Linked DNA regions of Zea mays: region 2 is linked to region 1. A link is a contact called in public Hi-C data. All regions are on one chromosome and are shown on one strand. Each heading gives the region's core, a stretch centred on a gene start, on an enhancer-like site or on the middle of the called end of the contact. The rest is flanking DNA. Distances are from core to core; before and after follow the strand shown. Region 1 holds the start of LOC541648 (lysine-ketoglutarate reductase/saccharopine dehydrogenase 1). Region 2 holds the start of LOC100279410.

What was found. A called contact is a pair of places that touch in the nucleus more often than the background predicts.
Region 2: a Hi-C map of endosperm shows a contact between it and region 1, with 2.6 times the contacts expected there. The contact joins the promoter of LOC100279410 here to the promoter of LOC541648 in region 1. A contact is called at or near these places in 6 of 25 Hi-C or Micro-C datasets (ear, endosperm, leaf and 1 more).

Annotation. Positions count from the first base shown.
Region 1 is chr4:180,813,035-180,816,587 of Zm-B73-REFERENCE-NAM-5.0, reverse strand. It overlaps LOC541648 (lysine-ketoglutarate reductase/saccharopine dehydrogenase 1), which reads left to right and starts at 1,774. Exons shown (of 25, transcript NM_001111403.1): 1 at 1,774-1,794; 2 at 1,897-2,160; 3 at 2,265-2,351; 4 at 2,444-2,573; 5 at 2,827-3,000. The coding sequence starts at 1,774.
Region 2 is chr4:180,975,054-180,978,606 of Zm-B73-REFERENCE-NAM-5.0, reverse strand. LOC100279410 reads right to left here and starts at 1,835. Exons shown (of 2, transcript NM_001152422.1): 1 at 257-1,835; 2 at 1-150. The coding sequence starts at 1,725. The coding sequence ends at 150.

The sequences.
Region 1 (3,553 bases), core at 525-3,024:
GTGGCTTCTTCTTCGTAGTAAAAAATGTCTTCGCCTTTTAAATGTTTTTCATAGTATGCCATTTAAAAAAATAATGTTCCATAGACTTTTATCATAGAAAAACCATAGCCGAAGCATTGGCTCAATCTCTAATAAAAGCATTTGGCTCCACTTCGGCAAAAATGGAGTGCAATGCGTCGTCGTGCCACGTCGCCACGGCCGTACTCGATTTCGTCCCCTCGCCCACGCCCCACGCGGTCCTTGGCTCCTTGCCTCCGGCTCCGGCAGTCCGGCTCAGAGTGCAGTTCCCTCTTTGGCTCTTCTTCCCATCCCCATCGTGTCGTGTCGTGCCGTGCGCTTCCGAGACAGCTCACTCCACCAGCAGGGCCGTCACCACCACGTCGGCGTCGCCATCCATCGTCCTCGTCGGAGCCCAGGCCAGCTGAGAGCTGACTCCTCTCCCCGAAAGGCTGGAACCGTCCAAAAAGGAAGGGTGCGGATAGCGTGTCCAAATCGAAATCGAGCAGAGTTCCTGGGCGACTGGGCGCCTCTCTATTTTAAGCTGACCTCCCTCCAGATAAACTCCGCCAGCGCAGAGGCCTCGTCCGTCTCCGTTTCCGTCTCCCTCCCCGCGCCACCTCACTCGTTCGCCGCCTCCGCCGGCGCCCGTGCGCCATCTCCACTCCAGCGCGCTCTACGCCGATCGAGCTGCCAGGTACGGCACCGCGCCACCTCCTGCTTCCTCTCCGACCGGCGTCCCGAATATGGCCGGCATCGCCAGTTAATCTACCTAGCTTGCTTTGGAGTATCGCGTCGCACGGGCACGGGGCCGACGGGTGTACGCGGCCTCCCTGCGCGGGGGATCGATTCGTGGCGGGTTTTCCCGGGGGTTCGGGTTAATTAATTTGCGGGTCCAACGGCGAAGTCCGTCGATCAGTGCGGTTAATTTGGGGACGCCGGGGGCCGGGGGCCGGGCGCGGTCCGTCGGTGGGGCGTTGGGCTGGAAGCGGTGGGCGTTAGGGGCCGTCGGCGACGCCACCGTTGACCGTACACGTGCATTTGCTCCAGAGGATAGGGAGGGACGTGACAAAGCCTGTGCGGCTGTGCTGATGCCTGATGATACAGGCTCTTGTCCGGACGAACTTATGCGTGGCCGAGATAGCGGCAGGCAGACCGTGACGAGGTGGAGACTAGGGACGGAACGGACAGTGTGAGCGTGATGCATCCGTGACTTAGCTTGCCTACGTGGTTCAGCTTCTGGCTACTACTGAGAGTGATCGTTGCGCCGTTCAAGCCGTGCGAAGACCAGTTCATAGTACAGGAGAAAAGGAAGCGGACATGTTCTTCAATCATCTTACACTAGTAGTGAAGTCACATGCTACACTACTATCGTCTCTTTGTCGGGTAGTAATCTTGATTTGGAACCTTCCGTTGCTTTGGAGTTTGGACTGGTTCATTCAGTGGCTGACACTGGGATGGTGTACTCTGTCCGACAGCTACCTTTCCGACAGCTACCTGGTTGGACTACTAGCTTTCTCTTTTGTTTCTTTGCCCGCCAGCGCCTGGCGACTATATTCAGATTCAGTAAAATGGGCGAATTTCAACTAGTAATTTGTTATCGTAGCTCGTAGCACCAGATTGCCATGCCGTCTTTGAACTGTATTCCGTCCCCTGACAACATCTCACTGTATTAATTTTGACACTTTCTAACGGCCTGACTGTGTAAACTCACTTCATTTTCAGGAGGTTGTGGATTTCATGTCCGTGATCTAGGCGCCTTACTTGGACTCAGGTATGGGTTCTGCTGCTACTGAGGTGTGTAATCTGACCCCTTTTGTTGTTGCAAACCGTGCGGTGTTTGATAACCTTGTTCTTTAATGTGACGGTTAATTATGTTGATTCAATTTCCACTCGCAGGGCAATGACACCTTGCTGGGCAATGGAGTTGTTGGGATTCTTGCTGAGACTTGTAATATGTGGGAAAGAAGGGCGCCGTTAACTCCTTCCCATTGTGCCCGCCTTCTGCTAGGAGGAGGCAAGAACGGACCTCGAGTAAACCGGATTATTGTGCAGCCAAGCACAAGGAGGATCCATCATGACGCTCAGTATGAGGATGCAGGATGCGAGATTTCAGAAGACCTGTCAGAATGCGGCCTTATCATAGGCATCAAACAACCCAAGGTCATATTTCTCATTAAGTTAGATACTCTATTGGACAGTGCTCTATACCAATATCAGATATCACCATGGTTCTGAAACGCTTGGAGGTGTCTTCACTTGGGCAGCTGCAGATGATTCTTTCAGATAGAGCGTACGCTTTCTTTTCACACACACACAAAGCCCAAAAAGAGAATATGCCACTGTTAGACAAGGTATTAAACATAAGCTCGTACCTTCATCATTTCAGTCGTCAACTGCCATTGTCATTCATGTAGGATATTAAATCATTGACTAATGTCCTCAGATCCTTGAAGAAAGGGTGTCCTTGTTTGATTATGAGCTAATTGTTGGAGATGATGGGAAAAGATCACTAGCATTTGGGAAATTTGCTGGTAGAGCTGGACTGATAGATTTCTTACATGGTCTCGGACAGCGTAAGTATGATGACCAACACTAATAAATAACTCGTGCAGTGACTTGATAATATTATGCCTTTGGTACTTGGATTTTCCATCTGAGTTTGTTGCAGGAACTAGTTAATTTGCTCACTGCAACTTATGATTAATTGTTTACAATGATTTAAAATGAATTCAACTGCTGATTCATAGTACAACCTATGACTTGTGATGTGCCTGTTTGGTGTTGTATGTCACTCAAGCAGCTTAAGGTTTTCCCTGACAATTTCAGGATATTTGAGCCTTGGATACTCGACTCCATTTCTCTCTCTGGGACAATCTCATATGTATCCTTCGCTCGCTGCAGCCAAGGCTGCAGTCATTGTCGTTGCAGAAGAGATAGCAACATTTGGACTTCCATCCGGAATTTGTCCGATAGTGTTTGTGTTCACTGGAGTTGGAAACGGTAATTGTGCTGTCAACATATTTCCATTTGATTTTTATAATAGGAAACCCCTTATATGGCTACTGTCCTACCATGTGTTTTTGACATATGATGCATCTATTTGGGGCATTGCGCTCTTTGCCCCTTTAGCAGTTGAGTGCTTTAACACTGGGTCATCTCATAATCTTGATGAGTTAATGGTTCCAGTGCATAAAATATTTCTTCTACTGCGCATGTGATGTTATGATCACTGTTTTCTATATCTATTTTTGGGCCATTGTACAAATACTATGTCGTTTACAGAATTTTTCTGGTGTATGTGCCTGTCATTTTAGTGCAAGCTTAAAGAAAATACATCTTACTCTTTCCTTTCAAAGGTCAAAATGACATTACCTTATTGACATCTCCTTGAATTAGTGTGGTTAAATATGATTTGTGAAACTAAATATCTTAAGCCTGCTGGCACTAGGGCGATATTGATAGCATTACATTGACCAAAAAGTTATATAGATATACATGCTTTCTAAAGAAAATAAAAAACTAGACCGTAGGGTACTATGTCTCAATTTTTGCT
Region 2 (3,553 bases), core at 586-3,085, 160 kb before region 1:
AGCCCTAACTATCAGAAGTTCAGAACTAGAATAGATATCCTTTGACATGTTCAAGAAAAAAAGCAAATTACTAAACCAGTACTTACTTGTTTATATGATACTGCAGGGAAACATGTCATGAAAGACCATTGGGATTATCTTCCACCAAATCTGTAATAAAAAATGTGCAAATTTTGTAATTCCATGAATCATCACAAAAACTACTGTGGCTAAGGCCTAATTCGAAGAAAACCAACAAGAAACAAATTACACTCACTAGATCATGACCGTCCTCCTATATAGCACCTCATCATCAGTATCCTCGTCATCATCTGACACTAGCTGGCTGCCTGGCATCTGAAGCTTCCCACCCATCGTAAACGAAGGACCTGGTGCATCCCCTTCTATAAAATCCCCTTGCATCCTGTCCTCAAACCTCATATCACTGCAGTTCAAGAACCAATCCAAGCTACACTTAATCCCCCGACTTGTAACTCTCATATACCTAGGCTTGATTCTTGACTCCAAGCTGTAAGTAAAATATTCTGGGTATTCTAACAATTCACTCATTGGTCTCTTCATCTCACTCTTGAAGAAGTACAAACTGTTCTTCATGAGCTCGATCCGCAGCAGTAGAATCTGAGGACAGCGGACCACCATCCGAGCAACATCCTCATTGGAGATCCCTCGTCCACGGAGGAACTCCACAGGCTTCAAGATCACATTCTGATTTAAGCTTACAAGCTGTGGCAACTTCTCAATCACACGTGCGAACCCATCTGGGTCGATCTGGAGCTTCAAGGTGAAGAAGTACTGTTGTGCCGCTAGCTTCGCTTTCAGTGGCAGCCCGAGTATAGATGGGTACTGTGCAATCACCAACGGCAGGGCCTCCTTCTGAATGCCAAAGCTGAGCAATGCCTCCACGTTTGGTTTGACCGTTTCCTCAAGATCATAGCCGAGAATGTAAGGTCGCTTCTCTAGGATCCTCGCCAGGATCCGCATGGGCAGCCCGAGGGAGGTGATGTAGTCGCAGAACGGCTTGATGGTAGTGCCAACCCTCATGCCAAGGAAGAAAGGGAAGTGCGTTACCATGGGACCGATGTCTCGTGGCGCCACGCCGACGATGCCGACAAGGTAGGCGACGGAGGTGCTGATTGTGCCGTCGGGCTTGAGTCCCAGGACGTCGGGGTACCGCTCGAGGACGCGGGGGAGGTCCTGGCGGTCGACGTCCAGGCCACGGAGCGCCTTGACCATGGGAGCGAGGTCGACGGCGACAGAGGCGTGGAGGCAGGCCGGGTAGGCGCGGACAAAGGCGGCCAGGCGGGCGCGCGTGACGCCGAGCTTCTCGAGGTAGGAGAGGACGGGGATGACGTTCTTCCTGAGGGAGCAGGCCAGTAATAGCGGGTAGTTGGAGAGGTCGTCGGTGGAGAGGCCGAGGCGGAGGAGGAAGTCGAGGCGCTCCTGGAGCACCTCGAGGGACGAGGGGAGCTCGACCGCCTCGAGCTCCCCGGCGGGGTCGGAGACGCCCGCGGAGCGGAGGAAGTCGAGCGCCAACACGCGCGAGACGAGACGCTCCTTGCGCCCCTGTATTACGCCCCATGTCACCGACGGCATGTCGTACTCCGGCGGCGCGGATGAGGAGGAGAAGGCGGCCGACCTCAAGGAAGAGAGCCAGGCGAGGAGGGGGCCCTCCCGCCTGGCCCCCGCCTGGCCAAGGCTCCGGAGCGCGCGGGCGAGGGCGAGCATGGCTGATGGACGCGGCGCGCCCGGAGCAGCACAGGCGGCGGCGGCGGCGAGGCGGAGGCTGGATTGAGCGGCGTGGGGTTCTGCCGGCGGCGGCTGGTCTTTGGGCCGTGACGAAGTGGCGCGCGTCTGGCCGCTAGGTGGCGTCCGCCTGGGCTGACCAGGGATTTAGTGGGCTGTGGGCTGGAAAGCGCACGGTTTTCCTTCTCCCGCGTGTTGAGCTGGGCCCCCGTCTCACTGGCGTCGGCGGACCGATCTGGTGGACTGCTTTGCAGCTCTGGAGATAGAGTAATTCCAAACACCCCCCAGTCCAACAGCCGCCCAACCTCTCTATATGGGACTAGTAAGGTCTTGTTATTCACTTCAATTCATATGTATTGAAGTGAATTATAGTGTAATCTATATCTTTATCTCTTTTCTACTATATTAAAACACCAGCTTTAACATCGTCCTGCATTATTTTTTACAAATATCTCTCTAAAATTCTACGAATCAACACGCTGTCCTACATACTTCTCTGTCCCACCTCCCTATGGGCCCATACATCTTCGTCCCCAACCTCCATCCCCACACCGCCTCCCTGCGCCCTCCCTCCCCACGCCGCCTCCACCACGCCTCCGCTCGTCCAAATCTCCTCGCAACCTCCCTCCCCACTTCCCTGCTCTGCCCGTCACCTCCCCGCGACCTCCCTCCCAACGCCGCCTTCACCACACCTCCATTACCGCGGAGCTTGCAACTGGCCCTAGCGCCCCGAAAGTCTCGCAACCCCTCCACTCGCCATGAACTCACCCATAACCGCGGGCGTTCCAACCATGGCCGCCATCCTCGCTCGCGGGAGCTCCAACCGTGGTCTCCCGAAATCCACGCTATGCTCCGTTCTTGCCGCGTCTGCTCCAACTGTGTCCGTCAGTGCATGTCGCAACCACCATCCTCGCCCGCTTGCTGTCTACGCATTTTGCGCTCAACCAACAGCCTTATCGCGCCCTCCACCCTCGTCAGCCCGCGTTCGATGCATTCGCCAACCTTATCGCGCCCGCGATCCTCGCTCGCATGTGTTCCCAACCGCTGTCCTGTCAGCCTTATGCACCTCGACCCACGGTAGCCACGAGCTAGAGCAGTAGCACTTCCAACATTCTATTCTTGAGACCTGGTGCCTCACAACATATACCGTCTTGAGCCCCTCCGCCTCACAGCATATCGTCTGGTGAGTCTCCAACTAACCTAAACGTGATTGTGACACTATCTATTTTGACATGAAATTGGTTCTAGCACCTTGCTAATTGTGGTTGTATATCGATCTAGTGAAGCTAGCTGTAAATAGATATTTTTTTGTTTATTGCTATCTAGATATTTTTGTTTTTCTCCTCTGTTTTTTCTTGCTTCAGTTTTTGGAAGGAGCGTCATTTTTTACTACAATTGTCTGTGGCTTGATGCTATTCTCAATTACTTCTTTGACAGAAAAGTTATAGTAAGTGGTGAATTTAACACATGATGCTATCTGAAAGGGAAATAGGGCTAACCATTTCCTATAATTAATTTTGGTGGTTGACGACCAACACAAACACATGGACTAACTAGTTTATCTAGAATTCATCTATTACAAGTGCATAAGGTTCAACACAAACCAAGAAAGAAATCAAGTTAGGGACACAATTAAAAATAGAGCAAGACTTAGAGTGTGCTGGAAAATGGTGCACCAGACACTGTCCGATGCGCCAGCCAGGCGCCCTCCGAACGAGCCACTCTCGGGAATTCCAGGGCAGCCTCCGTTATAATTCACCGGACAGTCCGGTGTGCCAGCAGAGCAACGGCTCCCTGCACGCCAATGGTC